2 separate regions of the Sus scrofa genome follow, and region 1 is linked to region 2. The links are chromatin contacts, called in public HiChIP or PLAC-seq maps. All regions are on one chromosome and are shown on one strand. Each heading gives the region's core, a stretch centred on a gene start, on an enhancer-like site or on the middle of the called end of the contact. The rest is flanking DNA. Distances are from core to core; before and after follow the strand shown. Region 1 overlaps KALRN (kalirin). Region 2 overlaps KALRN (kalirin).

Region 1 (3,666 bases), core at 927-3,426, 130 kb before region 2:
TTAGTTTAAATCTCATTTTAAGGATCAGGAGACTGAGGCTCAGAGACCTTGAGCAACTTGCTGCAGGCTGCCCGGAGCCCATGTGGGCCCAGCCAGGCCCAGCACTCAGAGCCAGGACCCAGCAGCAGTGTGGCCAACACAATCCATGTTCTCCCTTAGCCCTGGGGCTGCCTCTGCCCCCACAGTATCCTGTGCTCTGTGCAGAATGCACTCGAGGTGGTTCTTAATAAATACTTGTCAATGGACTGTTTCTGTGTGTGTATCTCATTGCCCCGGTGGACTGTATGTCCCCCCAGGCAGGAGACATGCCAGCCTTTGTGCTGTTCATTGTCCCTTTTTGGTATTCAGTGCAGACCTGGTTATAACAAATGGAGGTTAATTTCAGGCCCAAGAATAAGGGATATTGCAGGGGGCAGGAGGTCCTTTTTGTGGTTCCTGGGTCTGTCCCCACAATATTCTGACGACCTCTGGCGAGTGTGATTCTGTGCAGTGTCCATTCTGTGCAGTGGCTCCCCAGGGAAGGGCCTGTGTGTGTAGCCCAGGTGCTCTCTGGGCACCACTTTGCCTCCTATTCCTCTTGCCCCCCCTGCCCCTCCCATGGCTCTGTCTCCTCCCCCCACCCACAAGCTGCTGCTGCTCTGGCTCCTCTGGCTAAGAATAAATCAGCATCGTTGCATAGCAACGAGCTTGGTTTCCTTAACTCCTCCTCTTCCCTTAAAAGTGCCTCGTCTAAAATTTAAGGTAGTACGTCAGGAGACGTCCTTGCCCTACAAATGCCTCTGAACTCCAGCACTGCCCCCCTCCCCCACCATAGCTTCCAGCATTAGGAGGCCAGAAGCTGACTTTAGTTCACATCTATCCCTAGCACCTAGTACAGTTCTTGGCACATAGTAGGTGCTCAGGAAATACCTCCTGGATGGTGAATGAATGACTCATTCTCTCAAAATCCTTAAGTTGCAAGGTGCTTTTGGAACTCAGAAATGTTATTGTAGACTCTCAGGTGGGGGCAAGGATTCACCTCTCTTGGCCTCCCTCCTAAGTCCCCTAAGAAGCTGGTGTAGCAAGAGACATTTATGTCTTCCGAGCTCACTGGCATGTGGATGGTGAATATGTTTTCCTCTCTTTTCTGGAAGCTGGTGTTTCAGTCAGCCTAAATGGATTACTGGGCCCAGTGGGAGGTGTCAGTCTAGTGGGGCTTCATGATTCCTGCCTTGGGAAGCCCCTTTAGGGCTGGGGGCAGGTTATTCTTTTTGGCGACAGGAGTACGAGACTGGCTTTTGGGGGAGGATGAGCCTCTGTGAGCATTGAAATCACAGAGTACTAGGTTTGAATTCCAGCTTTGCTGATTGCAAGCTGCCCGACCCCAGATGGGTCCCTGAACTTAGCTCGTGGATTAGAAGACTCGTATGAGAAAAACCACGAACCAAGTCCAGCAGAGTGTCAGGAAACAGGGGTGCCCAAATAGTGCAAGCTTCCTTTTCCTCTTTCTGAGGAGACAGAAACTTACCCAAAAATGCCCATTCCTAGTGAGGGGAGGCCATCAATATGCAGGTGGGCAGGGAAGAGACCCAGAGGACGGCTGCTTTGGGGGCCAGAGGGAGCGCTCTCCCTGGACCTAATGTGTTTCCCTTTTTATTTTTTCCGGTTTAAAAAATAAGTGTTGAATTTCACAGCTGACTTCATGGCCACCCTGTGTTGATCTCCTTCCAAACATCCTTGCAGTATGCAGAACTGACTCCATGTGGGTGTCAGGGAGGAGTGGGTGGTTCAGGGTCCAGAGGGAGAGTGAAAGTTCAGTGCCTCCTCTGGGGTCATGGAACCGAGGTTTGGAGAGGAGGCTGGGAAGGGCTGGTGTTCAGCTAAAAATAGCAGCAGCAGCAGCTCAGGGAGCAGCCACAGGTCAGAAGCCGGGGCAGCTGCAGGCACACATTCTCAGCAGAGAACTTGGAGCTCAATGTAGCTCTTCCCTGCCCCTTGGGACAGGGCTGCAGACACTGCCCAATCGTGTGTCACCTGGACCTGCCCACAGGGGCTGCCAGCATTTCCTCACCCCTCCAGGCCCACACGCCACTTCACTTCCTCCTCCCCCTTTTGTTCACTTCACACACTGCTTGCCTTCTTGCCCTCCCTCAGCAGCACAACAGCATTGGCTTACCAGACTTTTACAAACCAGTCACTTGGTACTAAGTGTTCTCGGGCCTCTGTCCTCTGGGGTCTGGAGTCTGAGATAGCATCCTGATCCCAGGGACTGCCAGAAAAACAATCAGGGAACAGCCATTAAATACAAACAAGATAGATGAGATAACATGTTCCCATCCTGTGTGAGTTGAGGGCTATTTGTGGGGGGGGTGTGTCTTCGAGAAAGTCCTGCATCTTCCTGTTGAAAAGGTGAGGATGAGCTAAGTTAGTGCTTTCCTGGGGCCAGTGCGCCCCAGGAGAAACAAGCCCTCCTCCCACCAGCAAGAGGATGGACAAGGGATGTTTCTGGCTGGGCCTTGGGAGAAGATGCATGCTGGAGGTGAGGGCTCTCAGGATACAGGGCCAAGACCTTCTCCACATTTGCCACAGATGCGTTCTCATCCACTGAGTGAGCCATTCACTCAACAAAAGTTTAAGGAACACCTGCTAAGAATGAGTATGGATGGGAGGGTATGCCAAATCAGGGGTTTTTCATCTTGGCTGCACAGTGGAATTGCCTATGGAACCTGAATAACACTGATGCTTAGGTTTCATCCCAGAGCAATTACATTAAGAAAAATCTCTGGGTCTGGGAGGCAGGCATGAGTATTGTTGTGAAGATTCCCCAGGTGGTTCTGCTGTGCAGCCAGATTAGAAAAGCACTGGTCTAAATGACCCGAGGTTCCTTCTGTAACAGCACTCATTGTCCCTTTTTGCCTTCTGAGTGACATGAGGAAGATGGGACTTGTGGTCACCGAGGTACAGCCAGCACTGCCTGGCCAGGTCGCATAAATGTTTATCGAGCAGCCATCATGGGCTCAGCGGTAGGAGAGGCACAGGCGAGAATAACAGTATCCCCTAGAAGTATATTAATTTAAGCACTCCATTTCCTTGAGTGTTTATCTGGTGAGCTAGAGCCAGCTTTTCTGATGAATGGGATTTTCTGTGATTTGTACTGTCTTGTCCCTCAGTGAAAGAGAAACAGTGACTATAACTGGTACATTTCAGTTAAATGAAGATGAAGCAGGTGGTGAAAAAGATACACACACACACAAATAGACAGAAGGCAGGCAAATAGAGAGGGATGCTAAAGGGACAAAATGTGTTCATCGGGCAGGTTTTCACAAATGCACTATCAAGTTGCCTAAATCATGAAGTAAAATATGTCAGTTTCATATTTGGATTATCAGCTATGATTTGAGCCCCTATGAGGCACCTCTCCTATGCAAGGCACTGTGCTCATGACCCTGACACTCAAAGAACCTTCAGCCTCAGGAATTGAAATTAATATAAAAATAGAGATTTTAAACTACTCAGTTGTGTTTTGTGACTGTAAGGTTATTAGGAGCTTGGAGAAGAAGGTACAAAAGAGATGCTACTCAAAGTGCAGGTCATGGTCCAGCTCAGCTAGCTATTATCAGTCAGGAGTGGGAAGTATGGAAATTGAAAGGAAGCATTTATAAACTTTTATAGCAATACATCACGGTA
Region 2 (4,070 bases), core at 570-3,069:
ATGGAAAATAAGAAATTTTCTTGGCAAATAGAACCATAATCTGTTGAAGGCCTAAACGCTGTCAAAGTTGTTGGGATAATTGAGTGGGATGACGTGTGTGGAGGTGCCAGCCCTATGCCTGGCCCAGATTCGCTACTCCCTAGACCTCGGCTTCCCTCCCTTCTCCCTGCCTCATTTCAGTCCTGATTTACTCCTCATCCAACGCCCACTGAGACCTCGCAGTGTCGTCAATGCAGTCTTCCAAGCACTTCCAAGTGCTCCAAATAATTTTCAGTGATCCCTCACGGAACGAAATCAAGAATTGAGTTTTGAGAGAAGTTGGCAATTATGTGGGTTCATGGGGACCCCCCAAGTTCACAAGATTGTGTGGTGCCCCTGGGTCAGGCATAGGACAAGAGCCCCGAGGTCAAACTGGGGTCACATCTGATGGGTCAGGGTTGGAGGTGCCACTGCAGGCAAAGGTCTCTGGAATACCAGTGTCTGTCTTTTGAAGCCACAGAGGAAAGTGATTCTCCCCAGGGGGATGTGATTGTGCCTTCCCATGAACCTTCTACATCTGAGACACTTGTCCCCTCCTGCCGTGCATTATAGCAAAGAACAGATCTGTCTTATTCTCCTACCACCTCGCAGCCAGAAGCACTTCCTACAGTCCATCCAATTTTGATAATCTTGGAGGTCTGTGCAAACAAAATAATGTTACGTTCATGTTAATCACCCTGAGAAAATGCGTATGGGGCCCATGTAGGCAGCAGGGTGATGCCCTGAGGGTTATGTGTTTATTGTTTCTGCTGTTTGTATGTCCTACTAACTGTACTAGCAATTCAGGACCTCTGCAGGATGCCCTGTCACTGGCAAATTATGCATTGCTGTTTCTTGCCCTCTTCCTCTGAGGTATAGCAGTTCTGATCACTCCCCAGGACCCAAAGCAGGGCTGAAAGTCTCATTCTGCTGGGGTTGACAAGAATCTCTGGGGCCAGTGTGGACCTAATGCACGCCCCCTCCTCCCTCCCCCACACTTGGCCCATTGATGCTTCTCTTTGCCACCTCTCCAACCCCCATCCCCCTCCAGCCAGCAGTGTCATTTGTCAAGCTGAAGTGACATTATAGTCATTATAATACCAAATAGCTTTTTTTTGAATGTCGGCTTTTGAAGTCTTCTCACACCCCTGACCTTAGAGATTTTCTGATCTAGCCCTTCCTTTTACATAGGAAACTTTGATCCACAGCAAAGACCCAACCAGAGCCACCCAGTTGGTGGTTCCTCATTTGGTCTCCCATCTACTTTGTGTGACAGGCCCAGGGGGTGGATGTGAGTATCATTTTACAGGGGAAAGGGGAGACTTGGGAAGGCTGGGATACAGCCAGGTGGATGACAGGAAGGTGGGCCCTCTGCTTTGAGGCTGGGGCTCCTCCCCCTCCCCCAACACACATACACACATAGAGACAGAAATACACACAAACCTTACCTTTGCCCTGCAGGAGAAAGGCACATATGCTAGCCACCTAGGAGGTGGCTAGAGGGGCTGGGTTGGAGTAGAGGTTCAAGGCCACCTGACCTGTGTCCTTACCTGCTCTGGTCGGAGGGCAAACACAGATTGGACCTCTAGGGGGTGTGCTGACATATCTCTGTGATTCAATTGCCTGAGCCCTTGGTGTTGGGAGGGACTTCGGGACAAGGTCTTTGCTGAGTGGTTTGTGATTTCCTGATTTTTTTTTTTTTTTTAAGAAAGTCTCCCGGGACCCCTCGTTCCTGCCCTCCCTCCTCCTAAGGGGCCCTTAACCATGGCCCTGCCATCCGCTACTGACTGGATTCAGGGCGAGGAAGTGTGTCCATGTCCCACCCAATACAGGACACAGTGTCCTATATTATTTCCAGCCTGCTGGTCCTGGGAATCTCTACTTATTTTTTCTCATTTCCTCCCCTTGAACATTAGAAACATTAGATTCCAAAAATAATCCAAGTCACAATGTTCTGCGGGCTGCATGTGTGAGTGTTTTCTCCCGAAGCTGTTTTTCCCTTCCGTACATCCTTTCTCCCCTCCTCCTTCCCTCTGCCGCATGTTCAGTCAGCCCCAGTGTCCGCTGAGGTCGCAGGCCTGCATGGGAACTGTGGGTGTGGAGGGCAGAGCAGAGGAAGGCATGGCAGGAACGCTGGGCACGGGAGCCTTGGCTTCCTCCCAGGTCTCTTATGAGGAGCAGGAAGGGGCTGGACTTGAATTATTACATGTGAATAGCCTGCCTAGGGGGCCTCTACTTATGTATGGACCCCACAGTGACCCTTTGGAACTGAGAACATGGACATTGTGTTAATAGTACTTTGAAGCATCCAGATGGTCACCCTGATTCTGTCCGTAGCAATTTAGGTGAGCTAGGAAAGAAAGATCTTATCAGAGAAAGACGTTGTATGAGGCACAGGGAAGTAACTGAGAAACATTCATTGATTCATTCATTCCTTTGTTCACAGATAATGAGCATCGTCCATATGTCAGGTCCTCTGCTAGATGCTGAGGACCTGTCCCCACCCCAGGCACTGGATAGGGCAATAATGTGGGCAAGTGTAAGGAGAATCAGTTTCAGCATTGCTGTGAGTCCCAATCCTTGTAAGGAACCACTCCAGTGGTTCAAACCTGCTGGAATGTCAAGGTTTTATTGCTTGCTGGGCAGAGGTTAGGGTTGGGGGTCTGCTGTATGGGGGGAAGAAAGTGTGGAGGTGGGCCAAGAAAAAAGAAAACATATCCACTCTGTCCCAGGAGGGGAAGTGGAAGAAATGTCTTAAGTAGGCTTTTTGAAGAATGAAAGATATTGAGGTACAATTTATTAAGTGAAAAAACAAGCTGCATTTCTGTTTGAGGTAGGGATTTTTAAGATTTCTTTCCAGGCATTTTACTCTGAAGAATCCACTTTCCTTCCTTCCCTTCACCCTCTATCCTCCCCCCTGCGCCCCCTCCACATCCTCTTCTGTCCCCCCTCCCGTTGGCGACCCTCTTCTCCATGCCCTTGCACCTCCTCTGGCCTGTGTTACGCAGCCTTCTAGGGTACAGCCCTTCTCTCGGAACTGGTTGTTTCATTTCCCTCCTGTGGTCCTGCTTCCTCCCTTGGGTGGTGCCCTGTGGCTCATGCCTCCCATGGAGAGCAGAGAGAGCGCAGGCCAGAAGACCCAGCCAAGTCTAGAAAGAGCACTGACTTTGCAGTCACAGAGACTTGGGTTTGAATCCCAGCTGAGCCACTCGCTAGCTAATGGACCATCTGTAGCCAGTTCACCCTCTCCGAGCAGTTTCTTTATCTGTGAAATGTAGATTTTAATACACATGTTATGATTATGGTATGGATTAAAGAAAATGTATGTGAAGCATCTAGTATGTTGGGAGCCCAATAGGTGCTCAGCAGATGGAGGGTTAGCAGCGATGGGTGGGAGCTGGGATCGGGAGTAGCAGAGAGGCCTCGGGAGGAAGGGCAGAAAGTACACAGTCATCCCCAACAGGGTGCTGGGGCATGTGGCGGGCAGCAGGTGGGAGCAGAGCGAGGAGGTGAGGTAGGGGCCTGGTACCTGGAGAAACTAGTAGGAAAGAGAAATTGGAAGCATGTGCCCAGGTTGACAAGGTCTTAGAACACTGCTGCTAAAGACAAACCAATTAAACAAGTGCCAGATACTGTTCTGGGAACAGGCAGTTGCAAGATGAACTGGAGTCAGGCCTTTGCATGTTGGAGAAGGGGCACTGGCACTGGCACACAGAGAGCTGCTGCTGCCTGGGGAAAGTTGATCCAAGTACCAGTTACTATTGTGGGGAACAGATGGGGAAAACATTGAGCCCAGGTTGGGGTGCAGGGCAGGGAAGAGCTCGAGCAAAGGCACGGCAGCCTCAGAGGTACAGGGTGGGTTCTGGGACCATCCACTGTCCACTGTAGCTAGAGCTCAGGCTGCTTGGGGAGGAGTGTAGGAGGGTGATGTCCACGCCATGCTAATTACCAGAAGTTAAACAGGGTCAGAAATCTAGTCATGCTGCTTCCTGGTAACCAGGGACCTTGAGGGAAGCTGGATTCTTGCCCTTCTTGGTACAGAGAAAACAGAG

The links. HiChIP or PLAC-seq counts read pairs in DNA pulled down with a chosen protein or histone mark.
Region 1: an H3K27ac HiChIP or PLAC-seq map of skeletal muscle shows a contact between it and region 2, with 9 times the contacts expected there. The contact joins two enhancer-like sites. A contact is called at or near these places in 5 of 47 Hi-C or Micro-C datasets (brain, embryonic fibroblasts, heart right ventricle and 2 more) and 1 of 2 datasets of contacts at active chromatin or transcription factors (skeletal muscle).

What each region holds. Positions count from the first base shown.
Region 1 is chr13:136,227,736-136,231,401 of Sscrofa11.1, reverse strand. The region is part of intron 1 of KALRN (kalirin); the gene reads left to right. Among named protein-coding and RNA genes, the nearest start is that of KALRN, 48 kb to the left of the region's middle. Within about 2 kb of position 2,176, at least 13 of the 83 cell types and tissues checked have an H3K27ac peak or open chromatin away from gene starts, as enhancers often do. A contact at or near this core is called in retroperitoneal adipose tissue and skeletal muscle, where this site is marked.
Region 2 is chr13:136,101,495-136,105,564 of Sscrofa11.1, reverse strand. The region is part of intron 5 of KALRN (kalirin); the gene reads left to right. Among named protein-coding and RNA genes, the nearest start is that of KALRN, 170 kb to the left of the region's middle. Within about 2 kb of position 1,819, at least 19 of the 83 cell types and tissues checked have an H3K27ac peak or open chromatin away from gene starts, as enhancers often do. A contact at or near this core is called in retroperitoneal adipose tissue and skeletal muscle, where this site is marked.